2 separate regions of the Mus musculus genome follow, and region 1 is linked to region 2. Evidence: chromatin contacts called from public Hi-C data. All regions are on one chromosome and are shown on one strand. The core of a region is the stretch at or near the end of the contact, and the rest is flanking DNA. Distances in the headings are between cores, read along the strand shown.

What was found. A called contact is a pair of places that touch in the nucleus more often than the background predicts.
Region 1: a Hi-C map of extraembryonic endoderm stem cells shows a contact between it and region 2, with 1.9 times the contacts expected there. A contact is called at or near these places in 1 of 484 Hi-C or Micro-C datasets (extraembryonic endoderm stem cells) and 1 of 130 datasets of targeted methods (pancreatic cancer cells).

Annotation. Positions count from the first base shown.
Region 1 is chr19:10,320,834-10,325,047 of GRCm38.p6, forward strand. No RefSeq gene overlaps it. Among named protein-coding and RNA genes, the nearest start is that of Dagla, 18 kb to the left of the region's middle.
Region 2 is chr19:9,906,460-9,910,649 of GRCm38.p6, forward strand. No RefSeq gene overlaps it. Among named protein-coding and RNA genes, the nearest start is that of Gm50340, 8.9 kb to the left of the region's middle.

The sequences.
Region 1 (4,214 bases), core at 1,603-4,102, 420 kb after region 2:
TACACTGTCAGGGAATTGGTAGCATAGATCAAGACTGTAGTACGGATCTAGATTCTTCTCAATGGGATACCTGGAATCTGGGGGATTTGTGGGGTTGAAGCATCAACTTCCCCTCTTGTGCCTTCCCTACTTCCCACCCGTGTCTTGTAGGCAGTCTCACTGGAAAGCATTTGGCTGCTACAACATACAATGGCTCTCAAATGTATGCATATGCCCTAGTGATTAATACCATCCATTCCCTGAAAAGCATTCCAAAATTTGCAGTCATCTTTTGTGCTGTGTTTTCTGAGCCAATGAATATATCAAAATTCAATTACTGGGCTAGTGAGACAGCTCAGTGGGTAAGGGCGCTTACCACCAAGAATGATGACCCAAGTTCAATTCTGGGACCTACATGGTAAAAGAAAAGAACCAACTCTTGCAGGTTGATCTCTGGCCTCTACACAGGTACCGTGACATGCAAGTGATCACTTGTAATTTGGAGAAAAGGCTCGGCTGTTTAGAGTAAGTACTTACAAAGGACCCATGTTTGGTTGCCAGCACCCTTGTCCAGTGGCTCACAACCATCTGTAACTCCAACTCCAGGAGATTTAACACCCTTGGGCACTGCACTCACATGTGCACAGACCCCATCACATATATACATGATTTTAAAAGTAAAAGTAGATTAAAAGTTCAGCTATTGATAAACAATGAAATAGGAGAGACTAGAATTTAAGAGTTCTGAAAGCAAGAGATAGACCCTGGATGTAAGTCAGCAAGGAGTTTATTTGGAGTTTACATGAGACAGAAGGTGTCTGTTCTCCATCTCCCAGACTCCCTATCCCTGTGAGATCCTGTTAAAATGGTAGCACAGTTCAGCCAGCATCCTTCTTGGTCTTTCTAAGACTCTCCAATGGCTATTTACAATCTCCCACCACCTCTGGTCCACCCTGTTTCTATTTCTCCCCAGAATGCTCCATTCAGTGTAGCATGAACTAAGAAGTGTGGCACATACCTGTTATAACAGTACTTAGGAGGTGGCAGGAGGAAGGATCCAAGTTCAAGGTCATCCCAGCCACATGGCACGTTCAAGACCAGCCTGGGTCATACAAAACCATATTTAAAAAAATATCAAGGGGGGCTGCTATTTGATTAATTATTGTCTATTTTGAGACAGGGAACCATGTAACTCAGGCTAGCTTTAAATGCACTGTGTAGTCAAAGCTGGCCCTGAGTTCCCAACTCTCCTGCCTCTACCTCCCAAGTGATGGAATTACAAGTGTTTGCCACTACACAAGGCTATAATGTCATATTAAATCAACCAAGTCCTTTGCACAGATCCAGACAGGAAACTCTAGATTTCCTTCAGCCTCAGTCTCCATTGCTATCTAAACCACCATCAGCATTAATCTGAGTTGATACCAGGCCAACCTCTCTGCCCTCCCTCCACTGAGGATCCACGGAGTCCCAGGGATGCCCAACCTCACTGTCCTCATTACTGCAGAGAAGTGACTTTGCTGATAGCTGTCTATGGGAGGAGCTTCTGGGCATGTTTGGCCCTATCTTTGTGCAAAGTGTCTACTAATTTATCCCAAAGCAGCCTGTGGTATTCCCACTGGGCCAGAGACCGTGTAGTTGAATGTCAGGGTCAAGGACGGGACCACGAAAGCCCACCTGGCCTAGGTATGTAGGGAGATACCTTACCCTCTGTCTCACAATGGATCTGTCTTGGATGGGATGAGATTCTTCCCTGGAATCTTTCAAATAGAACATTTTGCTCCCCTTCCCCCCGGCAGCCACTTCTGTCTGGCCAGTTCCAGGCCTGAGTGGGAACAGTTTTCTAGAAGTATCTTGGAGATGCCAGAACAGAATGGGAAGTCATGGGTACAGCACGGTGAAGGGAAGGTGGGTGGTGGGAGCTGGCAGAGATGCCGACTGGACATTCCAGAGAGAAGAGGCCTCTGCACCCAGGCAAGGAAGCTGGGTGGCAGCACGTGAGGGGACAGCCTGGCTAGACCACATAGGTGCTTTTTTCCAGACCTGAGGGAGTCTGGAAAAGACACTGACTGGCAGGAGTGGGCAAAAAGACTAGTCATGGAAAAACCCCTTGGGGGAGAGGGAAAGGCTCCATTTAACAGAACAGCAATGGAGGTAGATTCCACATCCCACAGGCGAGTGAACAGCTGAGTATTTCGTCTCAGCGACAGCCTTCTCCTGGCTGAAGGCTGGTGCTGAGGCCCATTCAGAAATGGGTCTCCTGAATTATACAAATGTGGGCTCTGGAGTGGGGGTTTGCAGGCTGGTGGTACCTGACTCCTATGACAAATATTTCCTAGTGTTCCCTTCTCTGAGTAGAAATGAAATTCATAAATAACCTCACCTGTGTGCACATATGCTTTTAAACAAATGAAAAAAAAATCAATGTAATATCCTAACTACACCATGAAGGAAAAAAAAAAGTGATTCATAATAAAATAATACGAACTTCAGGACGCAGGACGCAAACTGACTCTGAGAGGCAGATAGGATTTCATGGCCCCACATTTGCTCCTAGAGAAGCAACCGTGAGGGCCACAGCAGCCACAAGGACAGTGGACACAGGTGGCTGTGAAGCTGACTCAGACACCACGAGCCGCCCTGTTGCCAGTGACATGAATTAGGCACCGAGTCCTGGCAAGATGCCAAACAAAACAAAGGACAATCTTCTCTCTGAATACACAATAGTCTCGTTCCCAGAAAACTCTGTGTATATAAGAAGCATGAAAGATTACTTCGTGTTTATATATAAACAGGTCACACTCGTGCACACACAGATGCACACAGCTATTGTGACCAAGAAGACGTCCTTGCAGATCTCCCAGAGTCCTCTGAGGAGCTGACTGGGACTCATTCAGCAATTGTTCTTTGAGCCACGTGTATGATAGCAGCCACAAAGAGCAGAGGGTAGGGGCCAATTTCTAGTGTCTGGGAAGGGGGTGGAAAGACCTTGTGAGTGAGTCCTGGGACATAGCATCAGAGCAGAGCTAACTGGAGGTATCTGGCTGCTGCTGACTTCCCCGAGATGTGCTTGGCAATAGATGCTGAACAGAACAAAGGATGTGCTCTGTGAGACTTTTGGAAGCTGGGCTATCTCCCCCTCTCCATAGTCACACCATCCACAAGTCAATTATATACATAGTGAATGGTCAATAAAAATGACATTCATACCTCTTAGTCACCAGGCACTGGGACTACACCATCCACAAGTCAATTATATACATAGTGAATGGCCAATAAAAATGACGTTCATACCTCTTAGTCACCAGGCACTGGGGCCCACCTTCAACTCATATAGCCTTCAACGAGTCCTGGGAGTCAGAGTCTGCACTCACCATCATTTGTAATGGGGACGTTAACAAACTGGGGCGATAGCTCAGAGGTAGAACTCTCTTGTTTAGCAAATTCAAAGCCCTGTGTTCAATTACCACCACCACCACCACCACCACCACCACCACCACCACCACCACCACCACCGCCACCGCCACCACAAGAACAACAACAACAACAAAGCAACAGCATGGAAGGTGGGGTTAACTGAAGCCTGGAGAAGCAGTCTCTTGCCCAAGACCAGGCAGTTTATACTGGAAGAGCTAGGGATCGAACCCAGGGCTTTGGGCATCCTGGATGAGCACTTTATCAAGCCACACCCCCAACTGGTAAATAAAATAGCCTTTTAAGGACTGGGGTGTAGCTCAGTGGCAGAGCTCTTGCCTCAAATCAAAAAGGCCATGGGTTTGATCTCCTGTAACAAAAAATAAATAAAAGGACCCAGCATGGAACAAAGTCTGTAGTCTCAGCGATCCAGCAGCCCAGGGTTGGCTGCCAAGGGTTGCTGGAGTCTGAGCGTTTGAGATCTTGTTTCAAAATAAAATTAAGACAAGTTTGTTATCCTCAAAGTCTAACATGCAGATGAGAAAACATAAAAAGGAAACAAAGCTGTCATTCTGTGCCCCCGGTGAGTCTCACTGTAAACATCTTATTGTCTGGCCTCTTTTTATGAATGTCAATGTTCTAATCAATATGAAAGCCTACTGTGCAGTCAGTAACAGCTTCAGCCTCTTCCTGCCAACCCATCTATATCTTTCTTCTTTAAAAACTACTTATTTGACTAAAACATATGTGTTTGTATGTTCATGTCTCCATATATGTGAACCACATGTGCTCAGATGCCCAGATATCCTGACAGATACCTG
Region 2 (4,190 bases), core at 777-3,276:
TAAGCAGTGTTTGTTGATTTATGTTATTTTGTTGTAGGGTGTGTGTGTGTGTGTGTGTGTGTGTGTGTGTGTGTTCCCCTCTTGATTTGCTTGTGTGGGATTATTTAGTCTTTGTTGGGGGGGTTGGGTTTTGTTTTGTTTTGTTTTGGATGTGGTTACCACTGTAGTTTGGAGTTTTCCTTCTAGTGCTTCCTGTAGGAATGGATTTGTAGATAGATAATGCTTTAATTTGGTTTTCTCATGAAATATCTTATTTCCTCCATCTATTGTGATTGCTGGTACATCAGTCTGGACTGGCATCTGTGATCTCTTTCAGTCTGCAGCACATCTGCCCTGGCCCTTCTGGAGAGTCTCAGTCAAGTATATTTCTAATAGGTCTGCCTTTATATAGTACTTAGTCTTTTTCCCTTGCAGCTGTTAATATTCTTTCTTTGTTCTATACATTTAGTGTTTTAATTATTATGTGCTGAGAGAACTTTCTTTTCTGGTCCAGTCTATTTGGCATTGTGCGTGCTTCTTGTACTTTGATAGGCATCTCCTTCTTTACATTAGGGAAAATTTCTTCTATAATTTTGTTGAAAATACTTTCTGTGCCTTTGTCTTAGTCAGTGTTTTCTTGCTGTGAAGAAACATCATAACCACAGCTATTCTTATAAAGGAAAGCATTGAATTGGGGCTGGCTACAGTTTCAGAGATTTAATCTATTGTCATCATTGTGGAAAGCATGGCAACATCCAGACAGACATGATGCTGCGAGTTCTACATCCAGACATACGTGATGATGAGAGTTCTACATCCAGACAGACATGATGCTGCGAGTTCTACATGCAGATCTGTAGGGAGCGTGGAGTGACAGAGATAGGGGGAATAAAACAAATTAAAGTTTTTCTTTTTTTGGTGTTTTTTTGTTTTGTTTTGTTTTGTTTTTGTTTTTGATTTTGATTTTCAAGACAGGGTTTCTCTGTGTAGCCCTGGCTGTCCTGGAACTCACTCTGTAGACCAGGCTGGCCTCAAACTCAGAAATCCACCTGCCCCTGCCTCCCAAGTGCTGGGATCAAAGGCGTGCGCCACCATGCCCGGCTTTTTTTTTTTTTTTTAGCAATGCTTTTTTAATATTTTGTCTTATTTATTTATGTATATGAGTGCTCTGTCTTTCTATTTGTCTGCAGGACAGAAGAGGGCATCAGATCCCATTATAGCTACTGTGTAGGTGCTGGGAATTGAACTCAGGACCTCTGGAAGAGCAATTAGTGCTCTTAACCACTGAGCCATCTCTCCAGCCCACAAATTATTTTTAATATATGTACTTCGTTAACTAATCCAGTGCCTGTATTTCTCTACTTTATGCTAGCCTCCCCCCCCAAAAAAAAAAAAAAACAGAGAAACCAAGATGTATTTAAAAGTGTACCTAAATCTCTGAGCAGCTAAATGATCTTAATCCCTAATCTGGCTGCCTCCCAGCCATGGCCCCAATAGACTGCTTCTTCTTATTGGTCTGTGTAGTGGCTATTCCTGGTTGTCAACTTGACAATATTTGGAATGAACTACAATCCGGAATTGGAAGGCTCACCAGTGACCCTTATCTTGAGGCTTGGAGATCCTTATCTGGATCTTGGTTTGGAGATCTTGAGCCATAGTGGCTATGGATTCCAGAAGATTGAATCTCCGAGTTTAAGGAACATACCTTTAATCTGGGCTACACCTTCTGCTGGAGACAATATAAGGACATTGGAAGAAGGGAGTCTAGCTCTTGCTCCTTCGCCTGCTTGCTGCGTGAGACTGAGTAACTGCTAGATCCTTGGACTTCCATTCACAGCTGCGACTGAACAATTGTTGGGAATTGGGCTGCCGACTGTAAGTCATCAATAAATTCCTTTACTATCTAGAGACTACCCATAAGTTCTGTGACTCTAGAGAACCCTGACTAATACAGTCTTGCTCTTGGAGCTTCAGGTATGTTTCTGTGCTCTCTCTGGACCCCTTCCTCATGGCTCCAGTTTCTTCATCCTCCTGGCTTATCTCAGTCTCCCTCTCTCCTTTTCTGCTCTCTCTGGCAGGCAGATATCCAGGCCTATTCTTCCTTCTGCCCAGCCATTGGGTGATCAGCATTTATTGACAAGGCAGAAAATAAATGATAAGAACTGTTTACACAAACTTGAGTCAGACATTACAAATGCTATGTCTGGATTGAAACAGGCTATGAAGGCAGAGAAATCAGCATTTGAGTAACACAAGGATTACTTTACAAAGCAGCTTGGTAGATAAAAGCTTTGTGCCTCAGAGGCATTCAAATGTATGAGCCATTTCATTTTGTCTTCTCTTCTTTTGTTTTGTTTTGTTTTGTTTTGTTTCTGATTTTTTCAAGACGGGTTCTCTGTGCAACCCTGGCTATCCTGGAACTCTGTAGACCAGGCTGGGCTCAAACTTAGAGACAGCTGTCTACCTCTGCCTCCCAAGTGCTGGGATTTTGTTTTTCTTTTGGTTTAGCATTTTCTTTGATTGAGGCTCCATTTCTTGTATCATATCTTCAACACCTGAGAGTCTCTCTTCTAGCTTGTGTGTTCTGGTGGTGAGCTTCTGTTTGAGTTCCTGCATTTTTCATTTCCAGATTTCCCTCAGGTTTTTTTTTTAATTGATTCTATGTTCACTTCCAGGTCTTAAGCTGTTTTACTCATTTTCTTCCACTGTTTGTGTTTTCATAGATGTCTTTAAAGGATATTTCATTTTCTTGATCATACTCATAAAGGCTATCTTAATGTCTTTTTCTTGTGCTTCAGTTGGTTTGCAGTTCCCCAGGGCTGCTGTGGTAGGGTGGTTTGGCTCTAGTGGAGACATATTGTCCTGGCTGATGCTGTGTTATTATGCTGGTGTCTCGGCATCTGGGTTTGGGAAGATTGTAGCACTAGGTGCTGATATCTGGTCTTGTCTTTGTTGAGTGAGTGTTTTGTTCCTTGGTTGCTGTTGACCTATCTGGTTCTTAGGAGAATGTGGTGGCTGTCTGATGCCTGGTAGGAAAATTCTTCTGATAGGTGTGACCACTCGGGGATCTCAAGTAAGATGGGTTCCTAGGTATTGAGAGCTATCACGTAGGAATGAGCTGGGGGCGGGGAGCTACAGGATGGATTCACAGGAGAGAGAAAGACAGGAAAGCAGCGCATTCCACCAGCATCTGCTTAGTCCCTCGGGACTGGGGGGAAGAGAGTGAGGAGAGGTAGTCCACTAGAGAGCTGGGGATGAGTCTGGGGGAAAGGGTGAAGATCTTCAGTTATCCTACCTGCTTCCCTGGAGAGAATAAGCTTTTCTTCTTTTTTTTTTTTTTTTTTTTTTTTTTTTGAAGAGTCTCTATAGCCTAGGCTGCTCTGGTACTAGACATCTTTATGTTGCACCTTTCCGGGCTCTGTAATGAAATGTGTCCAACCCCACAACCAACAAATAAGCTTTAAATTTTAGTTTGTTAATGGGACAGTATGAAGCCTTTAGAAAATGAAATTCTACCATTCTACAGCACTGACAAACCTTGAGGACATTTTGCTACTATAACTAAGTCACGAACAGATAAATATCTGTAGTATTCTTATGTAAGGTCTCATAAGTAGCTTATTTAAAAAGTAGACCAATAGCCGGGTGTGGTGGCGCACGCCTTTAATCCCAGCACTTGGGAGGCAGAGGCAGGTGGATTTCTGAGTTCGAGGCCAGTCTGGTCTACAGAGTGAGTGCCAGGACAGCCAGGTCTACACAGAGAAACCCTGTCTCTGAAAGATCCTGACAAAATATAAAATATAAAAGGTCACAGAAGCCCTGAAATTGGCAAAATAGATTTCATTGTTAGCAGAACTAGCTTCACTGATTTAGATAAATAGAGGTGCACAATGCTCTGGCCGCTCCTTGAACCCGTGTGTCTGCCAATGTTCTGGCCTGTTCCTTGAACCCAGGTGTGTGTCCACTGCTGCACCTCACTGCCAAGTGTTTGTGATATTGGTTGCTAAGATAGAGTCAGAAAATCTCCCCAGCAACCACAGCCGGGCCAATCCAGAGTTGCTACACCTGCACCAGACTCTTTCCTTGTACCCCTCCCATACCCATTTCCTGAGAATAGACATTGTTTAGATCCCTTCTCCTTTCCCCCCTGAGGGCCTATAAAAACTGGGACTTCTTTCCCCTCGAGGTCGACTCCTCTACCCCTGCGTGGG